3 separate regions of the Pungitius pungitius genome follow, and all the other regions are linked to region 1. The links are chromatin contacts, called in public Hi-C maps. All regions are on one chromosome and are shown on one strand. The core of a region is the stretch at or near the end of the contact, and the rest is flanking DNA. Distances in the headings are between cores, read along the strand shown. Region 1 holds the start of abcb6a (ATP-binding cassette, sub-family B (MDR/TAP), member 6a). Region 2 holds the start of LOC119215526 (ras-related protein Rap-2a-like). Region 3 holds the start of LOC119223460 (zona pellucida sperm-binding protein 3-like).

Region 1 (4,542 bases), core at 1,473-3,972:
AGTTCTGAGATGATTTTAGGGGGCGGAGGCTCTCGGGATGCAAGAAGTTTGGCAAGTCAATGCGTTGAAACAAAGGAACGAGACTAACTAGAGTTTGAGGCTCAAAAGGGAAGATCCAGACATTTATAAGTCTACTGGTCTTTCTGTGTGTGTGTGTATGTGTGTGCCATATTGGAGAAAGCTGCTGCTAGTTTTTCCACTCCATTGTGCCTGAAGTGTGTAGATATGTTACTTTTGGGGCCCTGTGTCTTCTCTAACAATACCTCTCTGCCTCTGTATCTGGGACACATTCGCCCACACGCTGAGGCACCAGGGCGTCAATCTGGTTCCTCCAGCCTGTGTTATCTCGCACAGACGGACACACACACTCTTCTGTCTGTCTTCCTCTACCACTTCTCGCTCACCTTCTGGCTCTCCACTCAGTGGGGGTGGGGGGTGCGGGGGGAGGAGGCCCTTTTGCATTTCTCAAGTGCAGTTGGACGGGAGATGTTATTCCCGGTGGTTGGGCACCTCACTGTGGGGCACCGGGGGTCGGACAGTTCAGGCTCAAGCTCAGAGATGCGACGTCCAGCTCTTTCAAACATGTGGAGTTCATCGACCCTGTGAGCCATTGCTCGTTTCGAGGCTCTGAATTTACACTCATAACCTATCAGGAAAGAATAAAAGAGTGTCCCATTTTTTATTTACCCCTCACAGAAAATCTGTCAGTGGAAAGCGCCTCCACTCAAAAGCGGGAGGTGGTCCTTTAACTCGAGCACCACTATGATGAAACCGGTTGAAAACGTGCTAAATGAAGAATCTCCCAGCAGACATATGGGTCAAAGGAAGGGTCTAGACCGCCGGCCTTTTTTCCCAGTGTTATTCTAACTGCGGGGCTGGATCTGGTATAAACTCAACACAGACAATGACACACGGATTATACTTTCAAGTTTCTAAACAGCAAAAAAGCTATACCTTTATTTATCCGCAAAGAAAAATCTGATTGACAAGATGCTGCTGCCACACAATAGCGGGTGGCAGGTAGCAACGGTCATCCGCCATTGGGCTACTGGTAAGAACGGTGTACACAAAGCCCAATCCTTCTGTGAATACCACATTCAACAGAACCCCAAGCTTCCTTGATTGCCTTCAGTACTAATGAGATTGGACGTACCAGCATTCTCTTCTCACTAAATTAAGGGATTAGATTGGCACACACATCCATCTTATCCCCGCCTTTTACCATCCCCGCGTGTCAGACAGCTTCAGGCGGACAAAGAAGCATAAATGAGAATGAGGGAAAAAGGTGAGATTGAGCAAAAGAAAAGACACACCTAACGGACTTATGGGGCTCCAGCTGAGCCTGTGTGCTGAGGGCGGAGACGCCCACAAAAGGGGAGAGAGATGAGGGGTCTGTGATGGGCAGGCCATCACATCCAGTGGGAGACAAAAGAGCAGGGATTCAAGCAGCCGATGGACAGAAGGTCCATTTCCACTCACACAAAAGAGCCGGGGAGATGAAGCAGATTAGCAGCTCTTTATGCCCATTGTGAAGGCTCTAAATGATAAGATTTACCCCTTTTCCCATCTCAGCCTGCGTCCTGTGTGTGTGTGTGTGTGTGTGTGTGTGTCTGTGTAAGCTCCTTCCTCTTTCACATTAGGATACGCTTCCCATTTTTTATTCCTTCACATGCAGGTACACACAGATACACACACTTCAGTCTGCAGAGTCTTTCATTCATCCCCTCAGGAAGGACAGACGCGACAGATGGCTTTTGAGTCACTTCCAGTCTTTGTACTCAACCCTGAATTTACACTTTGATGGGAAAAGCTTTAAGCTTAAACCCTCTCATCACTGAAAGACTTCCTGTGTCCCTTTGACTTTAAATTGGCTTTTTTCGTGGGGAAGGGGCGTTGTTGTTTCTATAGTCGCTTGTTCACTTCATATGGCTGTGTATAACAGCGTTAGCATTGATAAAATGTTAATCAGTATTATTATTTCCCATCTCCAAGACTTGTTTTTTCCCACCACCTGTGTCTCTTGTGGGAAGTTTTAATGCCTATTGTTCAGACATGACGGAGGTTGAATACGGCAGTTTCGTCTGATTATACCTTAGTATTTACTGCCATCTCTTGATCATTTTGTAGCACTGCAGAGTGTCCTTTCTTTCCAGTTATCTTTTTCCCCCTCACAATCCAATAAGATAAATGAAATCTTCCTTTTGGTTATGAAACTGAGGAAGTCAACTGAAAATACGTGACAAAAATTGGCTCGTAAAGATTTATTAGATCACAAAGGCTTAGCATTGCTCTTTTCATTGAACTGTTAGTGAAGTGTATCTCATTTACAATGCTGAAATATAACTGCTATACTATACTTCTAATTTCCTTGAGTATTTCCATTCTGGTCTAATTTCACAAGGACATACAATACTCCTCATTTATCTGAAACAAGTTTTAAAGTTGTATCCAAAACATACTTAGTAAAACATAAAGCATGCGATTAAACAATCCAACAGCATATGAAGCAGTTAAAAAGGATATATATATAGTTAAAAAGGATATACTGTATATATATATATATATATATATATGTAGGCCTAGATGAAAAATATAATCCATAATGAGTACTTTTTATTACAACATATTTGCTTACATCAGCTGGCAATAACCAACTTCTGTTTACCTGCGTAAAATTGTAAACGCTTGTAAACCTTTTTTTCCCCAAAACACCTTCTGTCCTCTACTTCCGGTCTACGTGAATCCTGTCCGTTTTCATCCTCCAGGGGGCGCCGCGTGCACCCACAGACCCATCCAATCGAACGCTGTTGCGTAAAGCGTCGATCGCCGAGTCACGGATTGGGGCTTCTTAAACCAACATGCACGTAACAAGGACGACTTGGTGGTAGCGATGACAGACGCCCGGCTATGTATCACCGGAACGCTGCTCCCCTCGGTCCGCCGCGTTGTAAGCTGCCGTTTGTTTTAAAGCTGCGTAAAGCCGACTGGGTTTAGCTTCACAGATAATTGTTGTGACTTGATAGCTTCTCTGGAGTAACCTCTGTTCGTGACGAGAGAGTCGTCGAGGAGACAGAAGTTGACATAAACTGCCCGGCGAATGCGGTGAGTTCACCTTTAACGCTGTCTACGTTTACGGTTCTTTTCTCTCCGTATGAACGGTATTGGAGTTGGTTCGCTTAACGCCAACACAAAAGCGTTTCACACTGCTCTCCCCACAACATATTTGGTCAATTCGCCACATGTGTGGCGGTACGGTTCATTTCTAACCATGACTCAGCAAAACAAAATGTCACTGAGGTCTACTGCCTATTATGGCAGAGCTGTGTTGCACCTATGCAAGTGTGTGGAGAACGTCCAGGCCCTTCTTCAGCGCGAAGATATGTCCCATGGTTTTTGACCCACTTTTATCTCAGGTTGTGATGCGTCTCTGATGACATACTGTCTCTCTCTCCCCTCTCCTCCTCCCCCCCACCCCAGCTTTAGCCATGGTGTTCATTCAGGGTTACTGTGAAGCCAATTCCTCCATCTCTAGCACCTGGGTGGACAGGGGCATCTCCCCGTGCTTCTACTTCACCCTGGTCCCCTGCATCCAGCTCACCATCGCCTTCTTCCTGGGCACCGTCCACTGCGTGTTCTACCAGAAATATGGCACGGCGATGGAGCCCAAGTTCATCCCGCGCTCCCGCCTCTACGGTTTCCAGCTGGCCGTCTCCGTCCTCCTGATCCTCCAGTTTGTGGGCGGGACGGTGTGGCGGGCCGCCATAGGGGGAGAGCTCCCGGGGTACGCGGTGCTGTACGGCTGCTTCTCCGCGCTGGGCTGGGCTTGGTCCTTTGCCCTGCTGAAGGTGGAGAGACGGAGGGCCCTGCTGATGGCCCGGACGAGGGGCCACAGCGCGGCCCTGCTGCTGTTCTGGGCGTTGGCGTTCTCGGCGGAGAACTTGGCCTTCGTCTCCTGGTCCAGTCCGCACTGGTGGTGGGGCCTGGAGGACACTGAACAACAGGTGAGGAGGAGAAAAGGACTTGGTCAAGTCTCTAATGTGCTGTACATTTTTTCAGCTGTTTTATGAATAAGGCCCCCTGCGCATTCAGATCCTACGCATTGCTTTGCTGCTGTCCTTTGTACCAGCACACAAGACATGAATGCATACAGGGCGTGTATGTCTTTTATCTCCATTCCTATCTATCCAGGGAAAAGTTTATCTAATTTCAATCTCACTCTGTCATCTCTTTCGTTTTGTTTTTTTGGCTAATGGGCCAAAGGTTAGTTTAATGTTAAAGAATATATACATAGGCGTGTCTTTTTGAGACACTCCTGCCGCCCGGCACTAAGCCGTCCAGTTTTTCTTGTTTCAAGTGTCCATTCCATGGCAACAAATGGAGACAGGCACGCAAACGGCAACGTCGGTGTGGCCAACAAGAGAGCCTACTTTTTGCTGAGTCACTGCTCATTCTGACTATCAGATTGCAGGCCCACTGCTAACCAATCAATCCGTAAGATCCTCCTCTGGCCCCTCCCACACTGAGTCAGTACAATAATTCGCT
Region 2 (4,542 bases), core at 1,019-3,518, 250 kb before region 1:
GCCTGATGTCTTCTTGGCTTCCGACCCAACACAATCCCATTAAGTCCTGGTGAGTGGGCACATACTACATCTCCGTGCGGCGCTTGTTGTTGCTGCTGGCTCAGCGAGAAGTTCGGGAGGCCGATCCCGTGGACACAGCAAACGAAGAGCGGGCAAAGATCGCGTTGCTCAATTTTATTAGAGGCGGGAGACCGCGCGGATGTCCGGTCCTCTCAAAAAAATATATTTGCGCTTTTGCAGGCTGCCAAATGAGACACTAAGGTTCAACGCGATACAGTACAGTATAGCAATCACGACATTAGACCCAGAGCAGTGAGAAATAAAAGCATGAAATATTAATGGAGAAACACTTGAGGACAGCGTAGGTGGGGATGCAGAGGGGCAGGGTGGGGGCGGAGCACAGTCCAAACCTGTCAGTGTACTTTGCATTTCAAAGGAGTTCCCCCCTGTGCACCGCGCCTCCGTCGGCAATGCAACGCTCTCCCCCGTGTTTGCACCTCCAACTGGGTTTACTCCGGGGGGGGGGGGGGGGGGGGGGATTATGTGTTGCTTCTTTAGCTTTACAGGTTCAACCTTTGGATAGAGCTCCTGCCTTCAGACATTATGCTAAGCTAACCGTCTCCTGGCTGCACCTTCACTCACAAACTGAGAGTGGTGGAAATTCCTCCTATCTCAGTGTAAGGACGTCTTTAATACCTCACCTTTGTAAAATTTGAAATAGGTTTCCGATGCTGTAATAGCAGCGGAAACATTGTCCTGGGACCAAACCAGCCCCACTTCATACAGTCTCGCCCTCACGACGCTAGGCCTTAAGACTCTTAAGTTGTCCGTGACAACGGACAGATGTGTCAGATGGAAAGATCCCCGTTCCCCTTCTCTCCCGTCTCTCTGCTCCTCTCCCAGCCGTGAGATGAGCTCAGTGGTTTTGTTGAGTAATGGACTGAGCTGATGAAAGCCACCCAGAGTTAGTCATGTGTGAGAGACAGAGGCTATGAGACGAGAGTTCAGCGGGTTGCTGTATGACAGGTGAGCCGCAGCTGGGCCTCCCTTATGAAGAACATGTGAGCTGGATGCAGCTTCTCACGCGCAGGGAGGAGGGGGTGGGGGCAGACAGGGAGGAAGAGGAGGGAGCTGAGAAGATGAAAGTTTTTTTTATTCCTCCTCCAAAAGAAGAATCCCACATTTTGTCGTGTCTTTTTAAGTGGGACAGGGGGACTTTTTGGGGCCCTCGGGACCCCAAAGAATCCCCCCATCCCACTTAACGTGGAAACTCCCCAGCAAGATGATGAATACTTTTTCATAGTTATAAATCCACCTGGACATTTTCAAGGAATGAGCGTGGCAATCAATCCACTGCATCACAACACAACTTGCGTTGCCCATGTAGCAGCAGGATGGGACAACTTACAGGGGCCCTCAAACGATAGATAACCCCATCCCTCTTGCATCACGCTAGACAGGATAAATCATCTTATTTTTAATGCCGTCTCACCTTTTCACCCTGATGATCTGGTCCCTCATGGGCTTGATGTCCTGAAAACTTTGCTGGTTGACCAGGCTGTAGACCAGGATGAAGCCTTGGCCGTTCCTGATGTAAAGGTCCCTCATCGAGGCGAACTGCTCGGTGCCGGCCGTATCGAGGATCTCCAGCACCGACGGAGAGGAGTCCACCTCGATCTCCTTCCGGTAGAAATCTTCGATGGTCGGGTCGTACTTCTCGATGAACGTCCCGGTGACGAACTGGACCGTCAGGGCGGACTTCCCCACCCCGCCGCTGCCGAGCACCACCACCTTATACTCCCGCATCGCGCTCCGGCGGACCTGAATCCGGCATGCAGAGAACGAGGTCCTTCAGCGGCGGGCGAAACGAACGCAAACCCCCGGTGCAACGGGCGGGTCTAGACGCGCGCGCGCTACGCGGCCATGGCACGGCGACCGGCCTGTCTCGAACGCGACGCGCTAACCCTCCCCCCCCCCCCTTTTTTTCTCTCTCTCCCTCCGCTTCTACCTATCTGCTTCTCGTTCTGTGGATGCTGGAGCGGGCGGCCCCCGGCAGGATGAAGGGCCACGGCCTCTCTACTGAGAGATTCCCACGCTATCTGGCAGGGACACCGTTCCGGGGGCATCCATAATGCAATAAGGCGTTGGTGGGGTAAAAAGAAGAGAGGCTATTAATAGAGCCGAGGCGCATCTTTGTGCGTGCCGACGGGAGCGGGGGGCGAGCGGTGCGCGTCTCCCGCACAGTGGGGTACAGTGGAGGGAGGAGGGGGGGGGGGATACGGTTAAAGGCGAAGCGCCGTGCTCATCCTTATGGAGGGCGACGGGGCTTTGCTGGGAGTCCACGCCTCTGGAGTCGGCGCATCCACATTGGATGTTAGGCTACTATTTCCTGGAATGTATGGGGGGCGATTAGTGCCACATGGAGACGGAGGGAGGATGGGGATCTAAGGAAGGATCTAAAGGAAATTGCCACTAGCCCTATTTTGTAAGTTACATTGTGTCCATTAAACAACAACAAAAATCCAATGATTTGATTTGCACTCGGGTCAACATTGCTGTAGTAAACTGGCCCACCTCCCGGACATGGTGGCTCTCTAAGGTCATGCTGTGGCTATGGAGGGCTTAGTCACTGTTATTTTGGGGCATTTTCTAAATGGACTGATGTGACACTGTTGTCATGGAATCCAGCCGGCAAACCCGGGCTGAGCACCAATCGGATGACAGGACGAGTCCCTCTCCACAAGTCTCAAGAGGAAATTCTGTGTGGGTGTCCACTGCTCTTGGCCTGGTCTTGCCCTTGCTGGTTGTTGTTAAATATAATATTTGACATGTTTTAATATGAAGTCCCTTGAGTATGGAAGTATGAAAGTAACTTACACTGAGCAGAGTTCTGATCAAACCCTCAAATTTTCTTACTCAACTCAAAAAATGTTTCCACTGGTGTAACAGGAAATAACATGGTAAACAACAAATTAAAGAGTCCTTATCACAATGTTCCCATGCGGTTACTAAATGGCGTATGGCAGATAGCTACTTCCATGAAAGCAGCATCAACATTTGGTCTGAAGCTTGAGAACCTACTCGCTGGGTTTATGTGCTTTTATGGCAGTTGTTCCCAGAGTGGACTTCTGGGACCAACGAGGGGCCTTTGAGAGAGGGGGGGGGGGGGGGGGGGCGTTCAGTTTCCTTTATGGGACACAAAGAAGAGATCCAAGCCAAACATTTCTTTGATTTTCTTTATTTCTTTCTTTCAATAGATTTTACACTATCTTGTTGGAACCAAAGAAACATCTGACTATAGAAACATAAAATAGCACAAAAGTATGCAAAAAAAACAATACATTTTAAAAAATGATTACATTTAAACTATAAATCCGATGAGGGTCTTCTCGTCAATTTTTCTTTGTGTCTTTACTGTGTTGGCGGGGCACACTGCAAAAAACGATGGCACACACAGGCGGTAATGATTCAGGGCCTGCAGTCTCCAGTGTAGCGCCCTCTTCTGGCTAAAGCTGTGAATTTCAATCTCCCACCCTGCTTTTGGCCTTTTGATGTGCACATTAAAACCTTAAAAAATGTTTTCAGATATAAAGATACACATTTGAAAAAGAAAATTGAGAAGGGATTTGAGAAAGAAGACCCGGTCAGATCTCTTGAATAAACTTCTTAGGAACTCTTAAAAACATAAAACCTTAAGCACGATGGAGTCAAGATAAGGCAAAGTGTTTTGGATAAGCTGAGACTGCTCAGTTGACAAACTGCTCAGAAAGTGCTTACATTTTTTCTTTTTCTTTCTCCGTCAGTCAATCATTGCAAACACATTAAAAAATAGAAACAACAACAAAAATTAACATTACACCTCAAGAGGCTTCCATACACAAGGGCATTGGGGGTCACCAAATCGGGACATTTTGTGAGGATAAACATTCAGGACGTTATCGTTCAGTAAGAAAAGAAAAATGCTTTCTCATGCAACATGTTGAACTGGAGTCATTCACCAGTGCTTTGGATCGATAAGACAGACTGACTGTACTAGCAGGGTGCAGAAACCTCACAAAACCCTTTAAAGGGAATGGGAAAAAAAACAGATTACATTTAAACAATATGAAAAGTGCAATCCTTAACTCTAGTAATACATACGCCTTGAATAAAATGTCTCAATGTAGAACATATAAAGATCCTTTGTCAGGGGTTGGACTTCTGAACTTATTTACTTTAGATTATTTAGTTCTTATATATATATATATATGTGTATATATATATATATATATACACACATACATATTTATATATATATATATATATATTCTACGTAATATTGATGACTTTACATATATTTAAGTGTTAAAGTCGCAGCTCTACACAGGCTGTCTATCTGCTAATGTAAATATTAGGTCATTGTCATAATCTCAGTGAAGAATAAGAAATGTTCATATCTCCTTTACGATCTACCTTGTGTACAGTGTTCTAGCAAAGAGAAACAAAACAAACAACTTAACAATGTAATTTACAAAAATATCGAACTTTAGTATTTGCAACATT
Region 3 (4,542 bases), core at 1,077-3,576, 190 kb before region 1:
TGCTTGATTAACATGTGCAAGTATCAGATGGTTTTACGTTTAACTGAAGAGCCTTAATGAATGTCAGCACAGAAAGACAATAAACTAAACTCAGTGGGTAAGATTAGTATGAACTCTTTTGTAAAAATGATATAGTGTATAGGGTGTCAGAGGTATCAGTAGTGCTGCATACTGTGTGTGAGCAGTTGTTGAAGGTGCATAAAGCAAGTTGCGTCTCCAGTGGGTGCTTTCCTAAATACATATTTAAATCTATTTTGAGGCGATTAAGACGTGTCGAACTCAATCACAGAAGCCCAAAGTTAAAAACTGCCTTGAATCAAGATACCCAATACAATACCCCTGTCATGTCTCCCTTGCTGGGAAGCCCCACCTCCTTCACCAGAGAAGTCAATAGATCCGTTGCTAGTAGCTTTTGCAGTGCCTTCCAGGACTTTAGTATCAGCAGTGCGCATCCGATTGACCGGCGGGCCAGTTATGATAGACGTGTGATATGTACCGCGGGCCGGACACAAAGATAGACTGACAGCAGAGATTAGACGAGTAATCCCCCCCATGGCCAGAGCGCCAGAGAGGTACTGAAACAATAACGGGTTTGCCCACCTGTCATGAGGCGCACAGAGAAATGCAGCTCCTGCTCCGCCAGCATGCTGGCGACGAACGGCTTCCAGGTCGGCATCATGGCGCCGCTGCTCACATAAAGCCTCCTGTGAGGACATTTGAGGGACGGGTAGGTCACTGGAGAGTGGCAGCAGTGTGTGTGTGTGTGTGTGTGTGTCACCCACACGAAAGTGGCACAGTGAGGTAAATACAATAATTTGATAAATTCATCTAATACCGCATAGAAGGCAACCTGGCAAAAGTACAGGAGAAGACCAGCACAGAGATGAGGCAAAGTTATTCAATATAAGCCCCCTACCCCCTTACAAACTAAGGGGGGGGGATTACCTTTGATAGTGGCATTCAATTACCACCTCAGTGGGGTTGGTCTTAAAAATGAAGGTGTTGTCAATGGGAGCGGGATAATACAGCAGAGAAAAGGAGTAGATGAGGTCTTCTTCAGTCATCTGATAGAAGAAAAAAAGTTACAACTTGTGTAAACACATTGACAGTAAATTAGTCGCGCACACACACACACCCTTATTGCGCTGTTGCAGCCGTGCAACTCCGACTGGAACCGCAGGATGTGGTGATCAATGTCCAGCGCGGCGCAACCTCCTAGGGTCAGATCACTGGGACGGATCAACTGGCCGTTTCCTAGGAACGGAGGAGAAGGCGCAGCTTAATTCAGGGGCCATTACTTCTCCTGGTCCAGTCAATAACAAACTCACAGCGACAGGAGGTTCAGCCACAGGACAAATTAACAAAAGGGCTCTTAATGAGTCGGCCATGCGAGAGGATGCCTCTCACGAGTGAGGAAATTAAATAAATAAAATAATATATATTAGCCATGTCCACCGTCCGTGCCATTTGCAGTAATCAGCACAGCGTGTCCCAGCTTTACTGCCAGATTACGCTTTCCCAATTCAGGGCTCGAAAGCAAAACCCTCTTTTATCAGACACCGGAGCAAGAAGGTCTGCCAAATGGACCCGCCCCCCCCCCCCCCACAACAACAAAGCAGTTCAAACAAGCAAGCGAGCAGCAGTTACCCAGGAAGTTCTGTTTGACCTCTACGTTGACCCCTCTTTGGCCACAGAGCGCCGCCACGCTGCTGGGCGGCACAGGAACCCGCTTCTCAAACGCCTGTGTCCGGACCTGGAAAACAACCCAGCTGAATGACACTTAGTTACAGAAGATTAAACGAAAAAAAAAAAAAAAAAGAAGCGGAGTCCTACTGGCTTGACGGGTGGGTTCAGATCGGGGCCCGGAATAAGTTTCAACAACTGCTGAGGCCGGACCTGCGGCTGCTGCGGGTTGGGCGCCCTCGGCTGCGGCACCTGGGGGTCGTGAGTGGAGTCTATCTGGGCCTCGAGGGGCGGGGGCGGCGGCGGCTGCTTGGTGACGGCCGGGTTCCCAAGCAGGTGGACCCGGAGCTGGTAGGTGAGGAGGGGACGCCCCGGCGCGCCGGAATCCGTCCGGTTGGACTTGCGACCCGCTCCGGGCAGCTGGGGGGACGCCTCCTCTCGCTCCTCGAGGGTTCGGTCGAGAGTCTCGTCGGGCCAGCTTTGCGTAGCAGCAGAGGGGGGAGCGCCCCCCAAGAAGAGGAGCACGAACCCAAACAAAACGGCCTCTTTGAACCCCATTGCGGCTTAGCCCACCAAAAAAACAACAACAACCTGTGCTTGTTTTTGGCTGCGTTTGCTCCAGACAGCACCATTGCCTTGTAGCGTCTGACCCGTACTTTAAAGTGTTCAAGGCCGCAGGCTCCGCCTGCCACTAACGAGCTGATTGGATTCCAGGCCGGGGGGATTTTGATTTTTGGGGCTTTTTTTCCTCCTCGTCACCATGATCGGCAACGAGCTGCTTGCCTGCGAGCTGGTGGAGGTTGATTTTACGGCCTGTTCGTTCCATTTCAACCCTCGCTTTGTGTCCAAGAGTCATTTGTAGAGAAACAAATTAAAAAATAAATGATCTTCTGTGCCTTTCTAGTGTTTCAAAAGTATGTGGAGAAAAAAAAGAAAACTGTTGAACATTCCTTAAATGTTTTAAAGGCGAACGCCGCCTGCCAAATCTCCACTTGTCATGATGGTAATGAACAAAGACTTTTATAAACAGACCCAAGCACGACCCGAAACAGTGAGCAGCTTTCACTGGCCCCCCCATGAGACAAATCAATCACCGCTTCCAGGGAGTTGGAGCCCCGGTGGGGTGGAGGGAGGCCAGGGGGAGGAGGGGGGAGGAGGGGGAGGGGGGGTTGTGCCGCGCTTGAATGTCAAGGCCGCGGCGGTCAACAGTCTGCAGAGTTCACCAGTCGGCTCATAAAACTGAGATTTACAATCATTCTCTGCAAGACTTCGCAAATGTCACCAGCACCTGATGCACGCCTGTGTGTGACATGTAACGGGAGGGGGGTCGGGGAGGGGGGGGGGTGAACCTGTGCCAGAAGGCACGTCAATCACACGTAGGAATACTTGTTATGAAACAGTGCACTGTCAAGTGTTTAAGGGTCTGTTTATCTTCACTCGATTTTTTCAAATTCTTTTTAAAATCGTTTTCTTACTCTCTTTTTGCATTAAAAAAAAATTAATCTTAATGTTTGTTGTATGATAGTTTTCTACACTCATGCAAGCAGCCGTACATGTATTTGTCCATCTCCTTCCAGGATGCACATATCGATTTAAACCCTAATTATCTATAATTTGATGAAACTCCTGTTCCGAAAGCTAATTTAAATCATACTTCCTCTTGAGCCTACAGGAATACCTCTTCTTCACTGTCAGGATCTCCCTACAGAGAGGCTGCCATTGTCAGGAACTGCCTTTTATCTTTTGCTGATCAGCGGCAAAACAAAGAGGGGAGTTGTGTGTGTGTGTGTGTGTGTCTGTGTGTGTGCGCCTGCTGCGGTTCAGGAGGCTGGAGTGAAATCAGCCCATCCCTACCGGTCAGGCCCCCTCTGCTGCTCAGCTGTAACTTGGTTAGTTGCCTTTAATTTGGCCCCCGGAGGGCCCTAATGTGGCCCCCGTGGGGGTTTTCTAAAAGGGGACTGGCAGCTTCCACACACATACACACACACACACACACACACACATTGCCGCCGCGCCCATCAGCCTCTGTTTCCAATAATCCTTGTGCATTTTGAGACAAGGACAGGATGATGCAGGTAAATAGGCCTCTGTGTGGACAACAAACACACACACACACACACACACACACACACACACACACATGCGGCAGATGGAAAATCGTCAACCGAGATCGTACACCGGCGACGCAGATGCTTAATGACAGCAACTCACAGAATGTACAACCCCCTCCCCCCCCCCCCCCCACACACACATACACACGTCCCTCTTCACGTTTTCGCTGACAGCACAAAGTCGTGGAAACGGATGGTTTCTTTTGGCCCCCCCGCCGCACTGCGCCATCCCGGATGACGTGATGGAGGCTCATTAAAGACACGTAGTGGGAGATGCGTTGGTTATGGGCCGGCTGGTGCCGTTGTCGTGGCGTCGGAGGGGCGAGCGGCGTCCCGGTGGCGGCGAAAGGGATGCACCGGCGGCCCGACATGTGCCGACATGTGCTTTGTTGGAGCTGGCATCGGTTACTGTGCTGGGGGGGGAGGAGGGGGGCAATTTCTTTCAAGGAAGAGAGGAAACACGTGGGTCTTTCAACAGGATTGGGGGTGAAGTCAAAGATGAAATATGGGGCAGGAGAAGCGAGTGTGAGAAGTGAGAAGGAAGCGGGAGGGGGAAGGGAGGAGAAAGTGTAAACAAAAGCGAGAGAAAAGGAAAATACCCCTCGTAAGGGGGGTGGGGGGGGGGGGGCAGTAAACCTCAGGGTGAGGGATAACAGGGGCAGCGGCCCTGCTGGTGCTCGGCCGTCCCGCTGGGATCAACATGGAATAACTCTGATTTACGAGTGCAACGCACTTGTGTACACAAAGG

What was found. A called contact is a pair of places that touch in the nucleus more often than the background predicts.
Region 2: a contact with region 1 is called in a Hi-C map of muscle, with 8 times the contacts expected there. The contact joins the promoter of LOC119215526 here to the promoter of abcb6a in region 1. A contact is called at or near these places in 2 of 2 Hi-C or Micro-C datasets (both in muscle).
Region 3: a contact with region 1 is called in a Hi-C map of muscle, with 4 times the contacts expected there. The contact joins the promoter of LOC119223460 here to the promoter of abcb6a in region 1. A contact is called at or near these places in 2 of 2 Hi-C or Micro-C datasets (both in muscle).

Annotation. Positions count from the first base shown.
Region 1 is chr3:24,498,146-24,502,687 of fPunPun2.1, reverse strand. abcb6a (ATP-binding cassette, sub-family B (MDR/TAP), member 6a) reads left to right here and starts at 2,722. Exons shown (of 20, transcript XM_037474537.2): 1 at 2,722-3,102; 2 at 3,478-4,001. The coding sequence starts at 3,486.
Region 2 is chr3:24,742,865-24,747,406 of fPunPun2.1, reverse strand. It overlaps LOC119215526 (ras-related protein Rap-2a-like), which reads right to left and starts at 2,268. Exons shown (of 2, transcript XM_037467757.2): 1 at 1,493-2,268. The coding sequence starts at 1,806. mbnl2 (muscleblind-like splicing regulator 2) reads right to left here. Exons shown (of 9, transcript XM_037479734.2): 9 at 3,223-4,542.
Region 3 is chr3:24,688,844-24,693,385 of fPunPun2.1, reverse strand. It overlaps LOC119223460 (zona pellucida sperm-binding protein 3-like), which reads right to left and starts at 2,326. Exons shown (of 11, transcript XM_037480788.2): 1 at 1,834-2,326; 2 at 1,648-1,753; 3 at 1,136-1,254; 4 at 946-1,064; 5 at 601-704. The coding sequence starts at 2,241.